2 separate regions of the Sus scrofa genome follow, and region 2 is linked to region 1. A link is a contact called in public Hi-C data. All regions are on one chromosome and are shown on one strand. Each heading gives the region's core, a stretch centred on a gene start, on an enhancer-like site or on the middle of the called end of the contact. The rest is flanking DNA. Distances are from core to core; before and after follow the strand shown.

Region 1 (6,898 bases), core at 3,750-6,249:
GGCTCAGCCTCCCCAGCCACCACTGGAAAGACATCGGCTCAGAGATGCGTGTTTCTTTGATCCGAGGGAAACTGAGGGAGGAAAAGAGGGACCAACCATGGAAGGAGCAGGGGTGATTCAGGAGGAGACGGCGACGGGTAGAAAACGCAGGAGTGGGGAGAGCAGCAGTGGGGTCGGGGGGTGCGGGGAGAGAAAGAGCCGCTTGTGGAGCCAGAGGAAGGCACAGGCGGGGACCTGGGGATGGTGCACGTGAGGAGCTGAGGTGGCCGGGTCTAACTCGCTTGTCCTCACCACCACGGCTTGGTGGTGACACGTGGAGGTTCACTCTCACAACATAAACTAAAAACATTATCGCTGGGGGTATGGGATGGAAATCCTATAAAACTGGATTGTGAGGATCATTGTAAACTACAAATGTAATCACGTCATTGAGAAAAAGACAAAAGCAAACAAACATCATAAGGGAGGCTGCTCCTTGGTCCAGCGACCATACTGGCTCTGGGCTCCCACTAATACTAGCTAGCCTAGGCCACTGCTGCACTAGTCCTGCCTGGGCAGCTCCTACCAGGTCAACTAGCCTGCGCTAAAAGTTGGGAGGGGGCAGTTCCCGTCGTGGCTCAGTGGAAATGAATCCGAATAGCATCCATGAGGATGCGGGTTCAGTCCCTGGCCTCGCTCAGTGGGTTAAGGATCCAGCGTTGCCATGGGCTGTGGTGTAGGTTGCAGATGCAGCTTGGATCTGGAGCATTGCTGTGGCTGTGGTGTAGGCTGGCAGCTGCAGCTCTGATTCGACCTCTAGCCTGAGAACCTCCATATGCCGCAGGTATGGCCCTAAAAAGCAAAAAAAAAAAAAAAAAAGTTGGGAGGGGGTGCAAGAGGAAGGGTTCTGGCAGGAAAGGAGACAAAATGAAATGCAAAGGAAACAGATGGATGAGAGGTTAAGGCGATGCGCACAGAACATGGGGCGATGCCCCGTAGCCGGCTGCGGTCTGTCTGCAAGATCTGCAAGCCAAGTGGGCGACACCCCACCCACTTCCCTCACTGAACACAAAACTCTCATCCAGCACTTGAGCAGGATGTGCGGTGTCCAGTGAGTGGTGCTCAGAGAAGGGTTAGCGCGTTTATTCCTGCAAGGGTGCCTTACCATCTGTTCAAGATGGTCGGGCCCCAAACCACAGGCAGGAGGCACGTCAGAGACACCTGGCTGGAAAGATCACCATGGGGTGGGGGTGGGGGGTGCGGGGAGCTGGTCCAGGCCAAGCTGGTCCAGAAGCATGAATGGAAGATGAGGGTCTTGGCAGCCGAGTGGTCCCCAAAGGCTCTGGGCTGCAGGCGAGCCCCAGGGCCCCCAGCTTGGACACAGAGCTGCGGAGGGAGAGGCAGGCAGGGACAGGACATCCCCAGCAGACAGAGGCGAGCCGGCACCAGAGCTCAAGAGCGAAGGCAGACCCGGAACTCGGGTTAGAGAGAGAAACACAAAAAGGTCCTACTTGAAGAGCACATCGTCCTGGATCGGGGTTTGGGCTGCCTGCTGACGACGACGGCGGGTGTGGAAGCGTGCGTCTGCACCCTCGGGGCATACTGGGGGACCGAGGGCGGGTGGTACTGAGCCGGATACGCCCCATAGGGCCTGTGGGCCCCGGGGGGCTGCGGGGGGTAGACACTTTCAGGTTGGTATCCGTGGTTTTCATAGTAAGGCCCGACACCTGGCCGCGATCCCTAAACAAGGAAAGAAAGAGACGAATGACACAAAGTCAACTTACCCTAAAGACTAAATGCCCCATCACCCTCGGGCGAGATACTGGAACAGCATCGAGCTGTAGGCTCCTTTAGAGTCTCCTTAATTACGTCCAATACAAAACTCACCTGGAAGAAATACTAACCAGCATTTCCGATTAACTGGCAATTGTTTTTCTTTGGTTTGTTTCTTTACTCTTCTTCTTTTTTCTCTTTTTTGGTCACCCTACAGCCTATGGAGTTCCTGGGCCAGGGATGGAATCCCAGCCACAGCTGTGACCTAGGCCACAGCAGTGGCAACACTGGGTCCTTCACCCACTGTGCCGGCTGGGGAATCAAACCTGCAGCCAGCATTCCAGAGACACTGCGGATGGCTTTGCACCACAGCAGGAACTCCTACTATTCATTTTTTGAAATAGAGAAAATAGCCAATACTTAGATTTAGAAACAAACTAAAGAGGAGTTCCCGTAGTGGCTCAGCAGTAATGAACCCAACTGGTATCCATGAGGACACAGGTTTGATCCCTGGCCTCACTCAGGGGGTTAAGAATCCGGCGTTGCCGTGAGCTGTGGTGTAGGTCACAGACGTGGCTCGGATTCCGTGTTGCTGTGGCTGTGGTGTAGGCTGGCAGCTGCAGTTCTGATTGGACCCCTAGCCTGGGAACCTCCGTATGCTGTGGGTACGGCCCTAAAAAGAAAAAAAAAAAGGAAAAAGAAGTCTGGGAATGAGCCAATCCCCATCCCCTGAGAATGGGCTTGGAGTAAGGAACAAGGGTACCAGAATTACAAGGAGAAAAAATAACGCCTGACATTGGTGAACTCCTCTGCAAGAGGGTCTGTACCCCTGCCCTCTCTGAGGCCTGACCCTCACCCCTAAGATGCTCCAGCTATGACCGATAGACCCATTTTGCAGACAGGAACATAAGGGACAAAGATGAAGAGATCAAGGCGTTCCCTTGGTGGTTCAGTGATTAACGATTCTAACCAGCATCCACGAGGATGCAGGTTCGATCCCCGAGGCCTCACTCAATGGGTTAAGGATCCGGCATTGCCATGAGCTGTGTGGTGTAGGTCAAGGACGCGGTTTAGATCCTGCATTGCTGTGGCTGTGGCGCAGGCCAGCAGCTTAGCTCTGGTTTGACCCTTAGCCTGGGAACCTCCATATGCCATAGGTGCAGCCCTAAAAAAAGCAAAAAAAACCCAAAATCGACCTAAAGGATCTGCCACTGAGGGAGCCGCTGGCAGATGTGCTGCCATGAGCAGCTTTGTCCAGCACGGGCCTTAGTGCTCAGCGTGTGCCTTCTGCAGCCTGTCCCAGCGAATGGAATTTCTGGGGCACAGCGTTAACACACACCCAAAGGTGGAAGGAGCACCCTGCCACAGCATCTCGCTCTCAGCTCCATCCTTCCTTCGGCTGGTTTCTGTCTTAGAATGCCTTCCCCTCCCCCTCTGCCTACTTAAGAATTGCCCGCTGGGGCCTGGCCCTCAGGAGCCCACCTTCTGACACCACGGCCCCCCCAGCCCCCCTCCCCCCAGGCCCCAGCAGCCTGCGACCTTGCGCTGCTTTGCCCTCTTATCTGTGCATCCTCCGGGCAAATGTGTTCCCACTGAGTCATTTCTCCGCTGCTCTGGGTTGAGGAGAGCCCAGGGAGGACCAGCATCCTGAGCAGAAGCAATTCGGTGCTCCGAATTTTCAGCGGGGCCCCCAGGGCAGCGCGATTAGAAAGCAATGAGCCCAGGGCGAGTTTTAATAACTCACCAACCAACGGCTCTTTCAAAAGTCCAAAGATTACACTCTAAACCAGACCGGTCACAGAAGGAAAAAACAACATGTAATCTCTAATCTAAATGGGGAACCAGAGGCAAAAAAAAAAGAGGCACGGCCGGCCTCTGGCCTGTATCTGCAGCATCTAGGAACAGGCTGTCCTCCCCAGGAGAGCTGGGGCAAGAGCGCCAGTTTGTCCCTGTGAATTCCTGTTCCGGAGACTTGAAATTTTATTTTATTTTTTTACTTTTGTCTTTTTTAGGGCCGCACCCGCAGCCTATGGAAGGTCCCAGGCCAGGGGTCGATTCAGAGCTACAGCCTACACCACAGCCACAGCAACGCCAGCTTCAAGCCTCATCTGCAACCTACGCTATAGCTCATGGCAACGCCAGATCCATAACCCACTGCGCGAGGCCTGGGATCGAACCCACATCCTCATAGATACCAGTCAGAGTCTCAACCTGCTGAGCCACCATGGAACTCCCTGAAATTTTAAGAAGATTGAGTGAAAATAAGTACTACCCAATAAAGGGGTGGGGGCGGGGGTGCCAAGGTCTATTTTCCAGAAAGAGGAGAGAGGAAATTTTTGTTATGAACTACAGTTCTTTGCTAAAGGCACTTATTCCCAGGTATAAGACGATCGGTAAGGTGCCAGGGGGAATAAAGACATTTGTCTGCGTGTGAGGCGGGGGGTGGGGGTGGGGGGCAGTTCAGGGATAGACCCAGTGTCCCATTCTGTCACCACCTTTCCCAGCCTACCAGGAAGCGAGGCCCCGCTGTGCTCTGCCAGCTGGTGGTCCATCCCGCCCTCCTTCCCCCCAGGTCTCACTCCCTTGTACCACCATCCTGCCTCTATCTGTCACCGCACCCGCTCCTGTCCCCTGCCCCACCCCCACTTGGAGCAGGAAGAGAAGCAGCCCAGGGAAGAAGCCCATCACCCACACCACCCACCGCTCCGAGACTCCCAGCCGTGCACCTGTCATGGGGCTCCCTCCGCCCCGCTCCTGCTCACCCCTAACCCCAGGAACACCTTCGCAGCACCCACAGGACACATGCGTTCCCCATGGTGGCTCCTAAAATGCTGACCAACAGGTACCGCTGGAACTAACAGAAGGCACAGGGGACAGAGGAAAGGCCAGGGAGGTAATAATTAACCACCTACTGAGTTTAAAGCCATCCTGATTTTATCAGCAGCATCAGGTACAGGTAAGTATTTGGAACTTTCAAGTTGACCTAAAAGAAAGAATGACAAGACTGTAAAATTTCCATACCGGTGAGCTGGCAGAAGATGAATCAAGAAAGAACCAGAAGGCTCTCTGGGTGAGGGCCACTTTTCTCGGGAACCAGGGCGGCTCTGCCCGTGCCCCTTAGCCTTCGCTGCAGCGTCTTTTCCTGCAGCCGCTAGTCCCAAAGGAGCCTGGGCCCCGCTTGCCTGCAGCTTGAGTTCAGGGCTTCCCGCACCCACCCAGCACCCACCAGGAGGACCAGACTTTCCCAACGTCATCTTCACCAAACGCAAAGAGAAACGGGCACAGGGACCCCGAGGAAGGAGGGCAAAGCCTGGGGTCAGCTCCTGGCAATGCCATGTCCTGAGCTGTCACCAGACAAGTGGCCTCGCCGAGTCTCGTGCAGCAGCAGATGCAGGCATCACATGGGCTTGTTCAGGAGAGGATTTAACGCCAGACACAGGCAGACACCTCACGGGCCCGGTGGCAGGTGCGGGAGTGTGTGTGCGGTGAGACTCCTTGGGCAGCAGCCCACCCCACCTCTCCCTGGTGGAGCAGGTGCCCTAGAGCTTAGTACCCGAAGGCAGCCACACCGGACTTTCCAAATAAGCCACATGGAACCGCCCCCATCTTCACAAACACATAAGTTAAAAATTCCTTAAACCACATGCTTACCCCCCAGCCATGCCGCTCGCTCCCTCAGATCCAGGAGAGAAAGAAATTCACCACCTCGCTGGGGTTTCTAAAGTAATGACGCGGAAGCTCTGGGTCGCCTTGTTTTCTGACACGTGTGCACAGTTAACCGTAACATCTAGAAAGACTGGCCACGTGAAAAGTTGATTCTACATGACTCTCCCCATCCTGAGCAAACGAGGGCTTTTTCCACTGCTCCTGGCTGCCTTGAGATAACCACACAATGCTTCGAGAAACGGCCTTTACACGCATCCATGCGAAGGCTGGTGTCCCCAGACGAAAGCTTCGATCTGGACCCATCTGGGCTGCGACCTGACCAGATCAGGACGGAACAGCTTTCATCTGTTCAGTGCCTGGCACGAGGCAGGGGCTCGAACACAGCAGGCAGCACAGCACAGCTGCTAAGCCCATGACCTCTGCGACGCGACCGTGGGTGCAAGCCCCAGCTCAGTCACGCTCTAGCTGTGACCAGGGGCAAATCGGTTCCCATGTCCAGGCCCTGGTTTTCTTGTCTGCAAGGGAAGGATGCAGGGAAAGGAGTAACAGTACCACCCGCTACAGAGCTGCTGGGGGACTGAAACGAGGCAATGGTGAGGTTCTTAGTGCCTGGCACGCAGGAAGCGCTGCATACGTTTTTGTTAATAAAATGGTCATATATATAAAATAGATACGAACAAGGCCCTACTGTACAGCACAGGGATGGCTACCCAAGGTTCTGTAATAACCTACAAGGGAGAAAAGAATGGGTATGTGTGTGTAAACGTGAAACTGATTCACTGGGCTGTGCACCTGAATCTAATACATTGTCAATCAACTATACCCCAAGACGAAAGAATTTTTTAAGTGATCATAAAGCTGATAAATGGTGAACAGCCCCCAGAAGCAGGATGGGCCCGATTGGCAGCATTTGCAGATGTGTATCAGAAAAGTGTCCTCAAGAGACTAACACGAAATCCACCAGCTCTGAAAACCCAATGGGGCCAAATGCCGCACAGCCAGCTCCCTCCTGGCGCCGCCTCTCTGACCACCAAGCAAAATTATTATTTGATGCATTACACTTAAAAAAAAAAAACGCAAACACGAATTTGCTGTAAACACAAGTATGGCTGCTTAATCTTGGGAAACCTCGTGGAACAGGTCACAAGAAAAACACACCCAATGTGTATTTACCCTTCATGTAAAGAGATAAAATAAAAGAACCAGTTTGTACTGATAGCTTTGAGATTTTTTCTTAAGATTAAAAAAAAAAAAACAGAGTCAACCCCTTTCCGGGTACGAGGGAAGAAAACTGACAGCACACAGCAGCAAGGGAGCGGCGTTCTGAAAGCACACAACATTTAAGCCTTTGAGTGGGTGTGATTATCGCAATTTAATAACCTTTCCTACCGCTGCTCTGTAAAGAGAGAGGGATCCGGACCTGACAGCAGCATAAAATCCTCTGGTCTCGGCAGGAAAAGCTCTGTGCCTTCTTCAGATT
Region 2 (7,290 bases), core at 4,745-7,244, 71 kb after region 1:
CACACACACACACGCAGCACCCCCCCCCCAAAGGAGAGTACGGAAAGTTTATTCCTTACACAATTGAGGTGTCTGGGCAGGACCAAAATGTCTTGAGAGAACAGAGTGAGGAGACCAGCCAGGTTTTTTTTTTTTTTTCTCTTCCAGTTTTATTGAGATGCAGTGGACACACGTCTCTGTCCAGGTTTGATGATTTGACTCGCATCGTCATGAAATGATTATCACAGTAAATAGTGAACATCCATCATCTCACATGGACACAAAAGGAAAGAAATAGAAAAAAAGGTTTTTTCCTTGTGATGAGAGCTCGAAGGATTTACTCTTTTAACAACTGCCATTTGAGTTCCCTGGTGGCTCAGTGGGGTAAGGGTCTGGTGGTGGTGCTGCTGTGGCACCGTTTTGATCCTTGCCTGGGAACTTTCACATGCCAAGGGTACGGTCAAAAAAATCCACTTCCACATGTAAAGTACAGCAGCATTAATTATAATTATAGTTATTTTGCTGTGCCTTACAGCCCTAGCACTTAGTGATCTTGTAACGGGGAGTTCGTACCTTCTTTCTTTCTTTCATCCAGTTCCCCACCCTCCACTCCCCACCAAAGTGACCACAAATCAGATCTCTTTTTCTATGGTTTTTTTTTAGGGCCACAGGAACAGCATATGGAAGTTTCCAGGCTAGGGTCAAATGGAGCTATAGCTGCTGGACTGCACCACAGCCATGCTGGATCTAAGCCGAATCTGATCTACACCACAGCTCATGGCAACACCGGATCCTTAGTCCACTGAGGGAGGCCAGAGATCAAACCCGCATCCTCGTGGATACTAGCTGGGTTCGTTTTCACTGAGCCACAACGGGAACTCCCTGTTGGCTGACTTTGAAGTATAATTGACCTACAGCCCTATGTTAATTCCCGTGACACAACCTAGTAATTTGCTATTTCTGTACATTTCAAAATGATCACTGGGTCTAGTTCCGATCTTCTACGATACCAAGAGATGACTTTGCTACTGACTGTATTCCCCACGCTGTGCCTTTCATTCCTGTGACTCATTTATTTTGTAACTGGAGTTTTGTTCCTCTTAAGCATCGTCATCTATTTCTTTCCCTCCCCTGCCCCCTCCCCTCTGGCAACCACCTGTTCATTCTCTGTATCTGTATCTCTGCAATTTAGAGTCCAGGTAAAGGTCCTGATCAACACGTGCGCTTTGGGGTGGATGCAGATGGAAATGACGCCAACTCTTTGCCCACTTGCATCCACACCTTTTGCCGTGTGATTTTGTGGCACTGGCCATTAAGCGGTGGGGTCGATTTCTCCACCCCGCCATCTGGGTGAGTGAAGGGACCCACTCTGGACATTATCGAATGTGGCCTCCGCCCCCAGAGGCCCTACATCCTTTCACTTTCCCTTTCGGAAGCCAGCCCCTCCGCCAGGAGGCTGAGCCCAGGCTAGCCAGCTGGGTGATGAATGCACTTGGCCCAGCGCTCCAGCCAACAGCCAGCCAACCTCCAGGAGCAGAATCAGCATTTTGCTGGACTGTAGCTTACCACAGACACACGAGGGGACCCTCAGGGGACAGCAGAACCGTACAGATGACCCCAGCCTAAGTTTTGACCAGCGCAATCTACAGCTGAATAAATAACTCAGACACTAAGAACGGGGGAGGGTTGTCAGGAGGAAATAACTAACTGATACAGTCATGTTAAGTAGACATGTTAACATATCTGTCTCCAGTGTTATAGTATTCCTTATCTGGTGCCACAATCAATGATATTTCCTTGACATGTACTTTATTTTTGAGTTAACAAGACCCATCCCTCCAAATCCATGGCGTAGCATATGTAATTAGAAAAATCTCTCTGTGTGGTCAGACCTGGATGCAAGTCCTGGCTCCACGGTGCATTAACTGAGCGGACATGCCTGAAATCCGTGGGGTCAGAGCCAAAGTACAAACAGAGGCACAGGGGAGTTCCATGGTGGCTCCACAGGTTAAGAACCCAACTAGTATCCATGAGGATGTGGGTTTGATCCCTGGACTCACTCAGTAGGTTAAAGAATCCAATGTTGCCATAAGCTGCGACATGGCTTACAGACGTGGTTTGGATCTGGCATGGCTGTGGCTGTGGTGCAGGCCAGTGGCTGGAGCTCTGATTTGACCCCTAGCCTGGGAACTTACGTATGCCGAAGGTTTAGCCCTAAAAAGAAAAAAAAAAAAAAAAAAAAAAGAAAGCAGAAAACAAAAAATGGAGACACAGGTTATAGGCTGGCCCCTTGACTCTCCACCCCACCACCCCCTGCTCCCTGGCCATAAAGTCCTGCTCACAAGCCAGGGGGGGTGGAGCTGTGTCAGCACCTCTGAAGCCATGAGCTGACACTTAGGAGGAAGCTGTCTGTGACTTCAGGGGTATCAGTCTAGGATGCTGCCATCAGATCAAGTTAGGAGGGGTGCCCCACTTCAACAAGGTTTCATTTTATTTATTTATTTTATCATTTATTTATATATATATTTTTTTCTACTGTACAGCATGGTGACCCAGTTACACATACATGTATACATTCTTTTTTCTCACATTTCGAGTTCCATCACAACTGACTAGACAGAGTTCCCAGTGCTACAAGCTTTCATTTTTTTTTTTTTGTCTTTTTGCCATTTCTTGGGCCCCTCCTGTGGCATATGGAGGTTCCCAGGCTAGGGGTTGAATCGGAGCTGTAGCCAGCAGTCTACACCAGAGCCACAGCAATGCAGGATCTGAGCCGCGTCTGCAACCTACACCACAGCTCACGGCAACGCAGGATCGTTAACCAGTGAGCAAGGGTAGGGATCGAACCCGCAACCTCACGGTTCCCAGTTGATTCGTTAACCACTGAGCCACAATGGGAACTCCTACAAGGTTTCATTTTAAAAGCCAGAGGCTGGAGGGCTGTGAGAGATGGGAAGCTGGGATTCCCTTTGAGGGCATGGGGCTTTGGAGCTTGAACCAAAGCAGCATCTAACCAAGCAGGAAGGCGGCGTGGTTGGAGCTCGCAGTCCCTCAGGAGAAGGTGAGAAAGGTCCACGTGACCCTTTGCCAAGGACTCTGGCTAAGGGCATGGCCCATTGCTTGGTTTCTGGAATCCGCGGCGTGGAGCGTGTGAAGGGGCTCAGAGAAAGGCCAGGGCTGGTCGCAGCCGGAGCAGGGTTGAGGCTGGGCGAAGGTGAGGGGTCGGGCGGGAGCCTTTGGGTCCGCTGCTGAGAAGGAGAAGGAGGTGCTTGAAGCAACCTTTCCGCATGCTGCGGGGTGGTGCATCGTTGCGCCGAGGTCCTAAAGGGTTAAACAGCGTTTTCCTTTTGGCCTTTTACTGATCCTCGTCTCCCTGGCTTTCTCTGAAGACCACCTCTTGCGAAGACGGACTTCACAGAAGGAGCAGGGAGGTTCCGTTTTGGAGTTTGCACATTATTCCGACCCCCCTGGATGTCACGCCGGGATCCGGCTGCACCGTATGTTGTAAGACCTCAGCCACCGCCGCGGAGGAACTGGCCGGGAAGCGTCAGGTGTACCGGGTGAAGGGGGTGATGGGAAATTCACTGGGATGGTCTGGGAAGAGGAGAGGGCAGCTTGGATCTGGGCCGGGGTTGAGGGAGGCTGGGGTGACCGGCTGTGGGCGGGAGGGGACAGGAAGCAGCCCAGGGCGCGCGGAGATTCCACCTGGAGCAGGTGGCGCTTCATTCACTACAATGACAAGAAAGAGAAAGAGGTTTGGGGGGACATGGAGCCCCATTCTGGATCCACAGTGTCTGCTGTGATGCCCAGGAGCAGACGGGGGCCTCGGAGAGACTCAGGCCCAGCCTGGAGATTCGGACTTTTTAGCAGACACAGAAACCCCCAAAGGCCAGGCAGAACTCAGCAGCCCTGGGGGGGGGGGTCTCCTAGGACCATGGGCAATGCGGGAGTGCCCACCCCCGTGCATTCACCTCCTACACAGAGAACGAAGGTTGCCTGGAAAAGAGGGAGAGAAATGAGACCAGCGCCATCCCATCAGCACAGGTTCTCCTTGGGGACGGGCAGACGGACCCCTGCCGTTCCCATGCTTATCTAAATTTCCTGATGAAACTGGTAAATGTACTGTTTGCAGTTTCCTTTCCTTTAGAAAAAAGTCTACAGTACATCAGTATATATGTTTTAATAGCTTATGTTACTGTAGTACTCAAAATTTTTATTTATTTATTTATTTATTTATTTTTGTCTTTTTAGGGCTGCACCTGCAGCATATGGAGGTTCCCAGGCTAGGGGTCCAATCAGAGCTGTAGCCGCCGGCCTACACCAGAGCCACAGCAATGCCAGATCCGAGCCGTGTCTACGACCTACACCACAGCTCATGGCAACTTCGGATCCTTAACCCACTGAGTGAGGCCAGGGATCGAACCCACACCCTCATGGTTCCTAGTAGGATTCGTTTCCGCTGCGCCACAACAGGAACTCTTAGTACTCAGAAATTTAACAATTCCTTTATTTCATACTGTAAGGAGTCACTTATTTCTTAAAAAAAAAAAAAAAAAAAAAAAAAAAGATGCTAAGACACATCTGCTCTTCTGAGGCCCCCTGGAATGGTGGCTGGACACTGGCAGGGACTTTGTGCCCCACATTCGCTGCCGGTCTGTCATCCAGGAACGAGGCCTGATGCATGGTTTGCAGGATGGATGAACAGAGGCCAATGTTGGCCTGTTCACGGTCGGCTGGTCCCTCTAGAGGAAGCAGAAGCAGTGGGTGTGGGTTGCGGGGATGTGACTGCGAGAGCCGGCGGCTCCCTGCTCCTTTTGCCTGAAGTTCCGGATACTGTGCTGGGTCATGATTTCTGCTGTCAGGGCGATTCGTTCAGGAAACTCAACTTACGTGGTGATCAGATTTTGGGGGGCGGGTAGGTCAAGGATTTTTGACTGTCCTGCGTCAGGTCCTAGGCGGCTTTGTCCTACTCTAACCACCAGCTGCGAGCCATCCCAACAACTTAGGGGTTGTTAGGTTTGTCCCCATGAGTGCCGGGGGTTCCAGATTCCTCAGGGCAGACCCACGGGCCGTCTGGGCTTTGGGAACCCTGACCAAAAGCAGCACCTCCACATCCTAGACACGGGTAACAGAGACTAGTGCCTGGAAGAAGAGGAGTTGGGGTGACGGGGAGTCGTCTTTCAGGGCCAGGCAGAGGGCGGCAGGTGGGAGAGGGATGGAGAGGAGGGACCCTCCCAGGCAGGAGGAAAGGCAGGGAGGAGGCCAGCCTCCGTTTCTTTATCTGGGCAGTGGGCTCCTGACTGCGCCCCGGCTCCCCACTGCATGGAAGCCCTGGTCCCCTCCCTTCCCAATGAGTCATCCAGGTGCAACCAGACTCAACACCCCTGGGAGAGACCAGACGTGGGGGGGAGGGAGCCGACCGTGCAAACGCACTCTGCCTCCCACGATGAGTCAGGGAGTCTCTGGCTGGACGTTGCCCCGGGGACCGGTCAGCTTCCTCCACACCCTGTGGCCGGTGCTAACCCAGGCCCTTCCGAGAGGCGGGCATTGCATTACAGCTCACGAGGACTTTAGATCAAAGCCAAACCCCATGTCTCACTGTAAGAGGAGCTGCCCAAGCCTCTGACGTTGGAGGGAGGAGCTGTCCCCGTGCCCGGCACCGCCCAGCCCACTTGGGATACAGCCCGGATCCATCTCGGATAGCGAAGCTTAGGGAGTCAGGGAGCTGACGTCCTGCCCCGCTAGGCACCTCCAGTCCCTCATCTGGAATCATCAGGGAACAGCACCTCCCACCCCACCCCACCCACCTGAGGCTGGAGGGTGCTAGCTAGGCAGGATGACAGAAGGAGAGGCAGCAGCTGCGAAAGAGGCCGACCAGCCAGGCTGGAGTGGTGCCCGGTCCATGGAAGAACACCCCCACCCCGTCTCTGTGTCTCTGTCTCTGCCTGTCTCTCTCTGTCTGTCTCTCTGTCTCTGTCTCTGTCTCTCTTTCTCTGCATTTACGATGGTGACCAGAGAGGGCGCTCTGCTGGAGGAGGAGCACAAGGAGCCAAACCACCCAAACGCAGAGCTGCACTGGGCAGGCTGCCTGAGATCCAGCAGCCCCGTGTGTACTTTCAGGGCAGGGACGAGGCTGTGGGACACCCGCCCATGACTTCCCCGGGCAGGCCACAAAGCTCTGCCTCTGTTGACTGCCCATTGATCTTGTTCCGAGGGTTTAAAGGCTTACGGAACCCCACAGCTTTCGAAGATAAAAGCAGAGCCCAGGAAGGGCGCACAGGTAGCAGGAAGCTGGGCTGTGGCTGGACCCCAGGGCTCACAGCCCCCCAGAGGGCCACTGGGGCTGTGGCTGGACCTCCGGGCTCACCCCAGAGAGTCACCCGTCTGTCGGTGAGGAACACAAGGATGCTGTGTCCCCCTCCACCCCCATAACAACCAATTCCCCAGCCAAGAGCAGCACCTCCACGGTCCTGAAGTCTTTCTAGGTCGGAGGTGTGTTCCCGGCCGTTCCCAAGGGACCCGTACTTCCCAGGAAGTGGGGCAGGTTTGGATCCACACAGAGGAGGGAGGGGCCAGAAGCCAGAGATGAGGACATGGAGGCAGGACAGTGAGGCTCAGAGCCAGCAACCCCGGGGGCGGGGGGCGGGGCGCAGGGGGTGGGCTTTGAGGTGTCAGAAGCGGGAGGGGCTGGGCGCCTGGGCCCAGGGGTGCTCACCGCAGGAGCACCTGAGCAGGAGTCGGCGACAGGCTCATTTGGGTGCAGAGATCCTGGGCCACCACCCAAAGATGCTGCCAAGTCATCAACGGGCCCCCTCCCAGCCCCCACCCCACAGAGGCCCAGAGCTGAGCCCGGGATGGTTAGATTCAGACCCAGAAGAACCGTGGGTCCTTCTTCCAGGGTGTTCTGTCCCTGTCACCAGCTCATGTTTCAGGTTCTGTTTGCTCGACCTGGGTCCTCCACTGTCCCCAGATTCTGAGCTCGGGGCCTGTCATCCCGCCAACAATGCTGGGACAGGGAGCCCGTATCCCAGGCATGTTCAAGCAGTGAGTGCCTCTCCTGTGTGCCAAGCAGAGGAAGCCCCGTCTCCCGGCCACACAGAAGCTGCCGGGTTGTGCCCTGGGTGTGCCCTGGGCTCTGTGGCTGAGGGCCCTCGTCCCCTCAGGAGCAGGAGTTCGAGGAGCATCTGGCAGGAGAGCCTGCAAAAGGGACCACCCACCAGCGGAAACAGACAACAGTTTCCCGTGGGGCTCTGGCCACACGCAGGACCTGCCTGGGGAACACGTGCGGGTGTGGACTGGGGACTAGGGTGG

Evidence for each region. A called contact is a pair of places that touch in the nucleus more often than the background predicts.
Region 2: a contact with region 1 is called in a Hi-C map of liver, with 5 times the contacts expected there. The contact joins the enhancer-like site here to the promoter of TMPRSS2 in region 1. A contact is called at or near these places in 1 of 5 promoter capture datasets (liver) and 5 of 47 Hi-C or Micro-C datasets (epiblast stem cells, liver and skeletal muscle).

What each region holds. Positions count from the first base shown.
Region 1 is chr13:204,900,412-204,907,309 of Sscrofa11.1, forward strand. TMPRSS2 (transmembrane protease serine 2) reads right to left here and starts at 5,000. Exons shown (of 15, transcript XM_021071009.1): 1 at 4,979-5,000; 2 at 4,665-4,735; 3 at 1,491-1,719. The coding sequence starts at 4,679.
Region 2 is chr13:204,970,882-204,978,171 of Sscrofa11.1, forward strand. LOC102160207 (a long non-coding RNA gene) reads left to right here. Exons shown (of 4, transcript XR_002338084.1): 3 at 3,369-3,483; 4 at 3,962-4,148. Among named protein-coding and RNA genes, the nearest start is that of TMPRSS2, 69 kb to the left of the region's middle. Within about 2 kb of position 5,995, at least 34 of the 83 cell types and tissues checked have an H3K27ac peak or open chromatin away from gene starts, as enhancers often do. A contact at or near this core is called in liver, where this site is marked.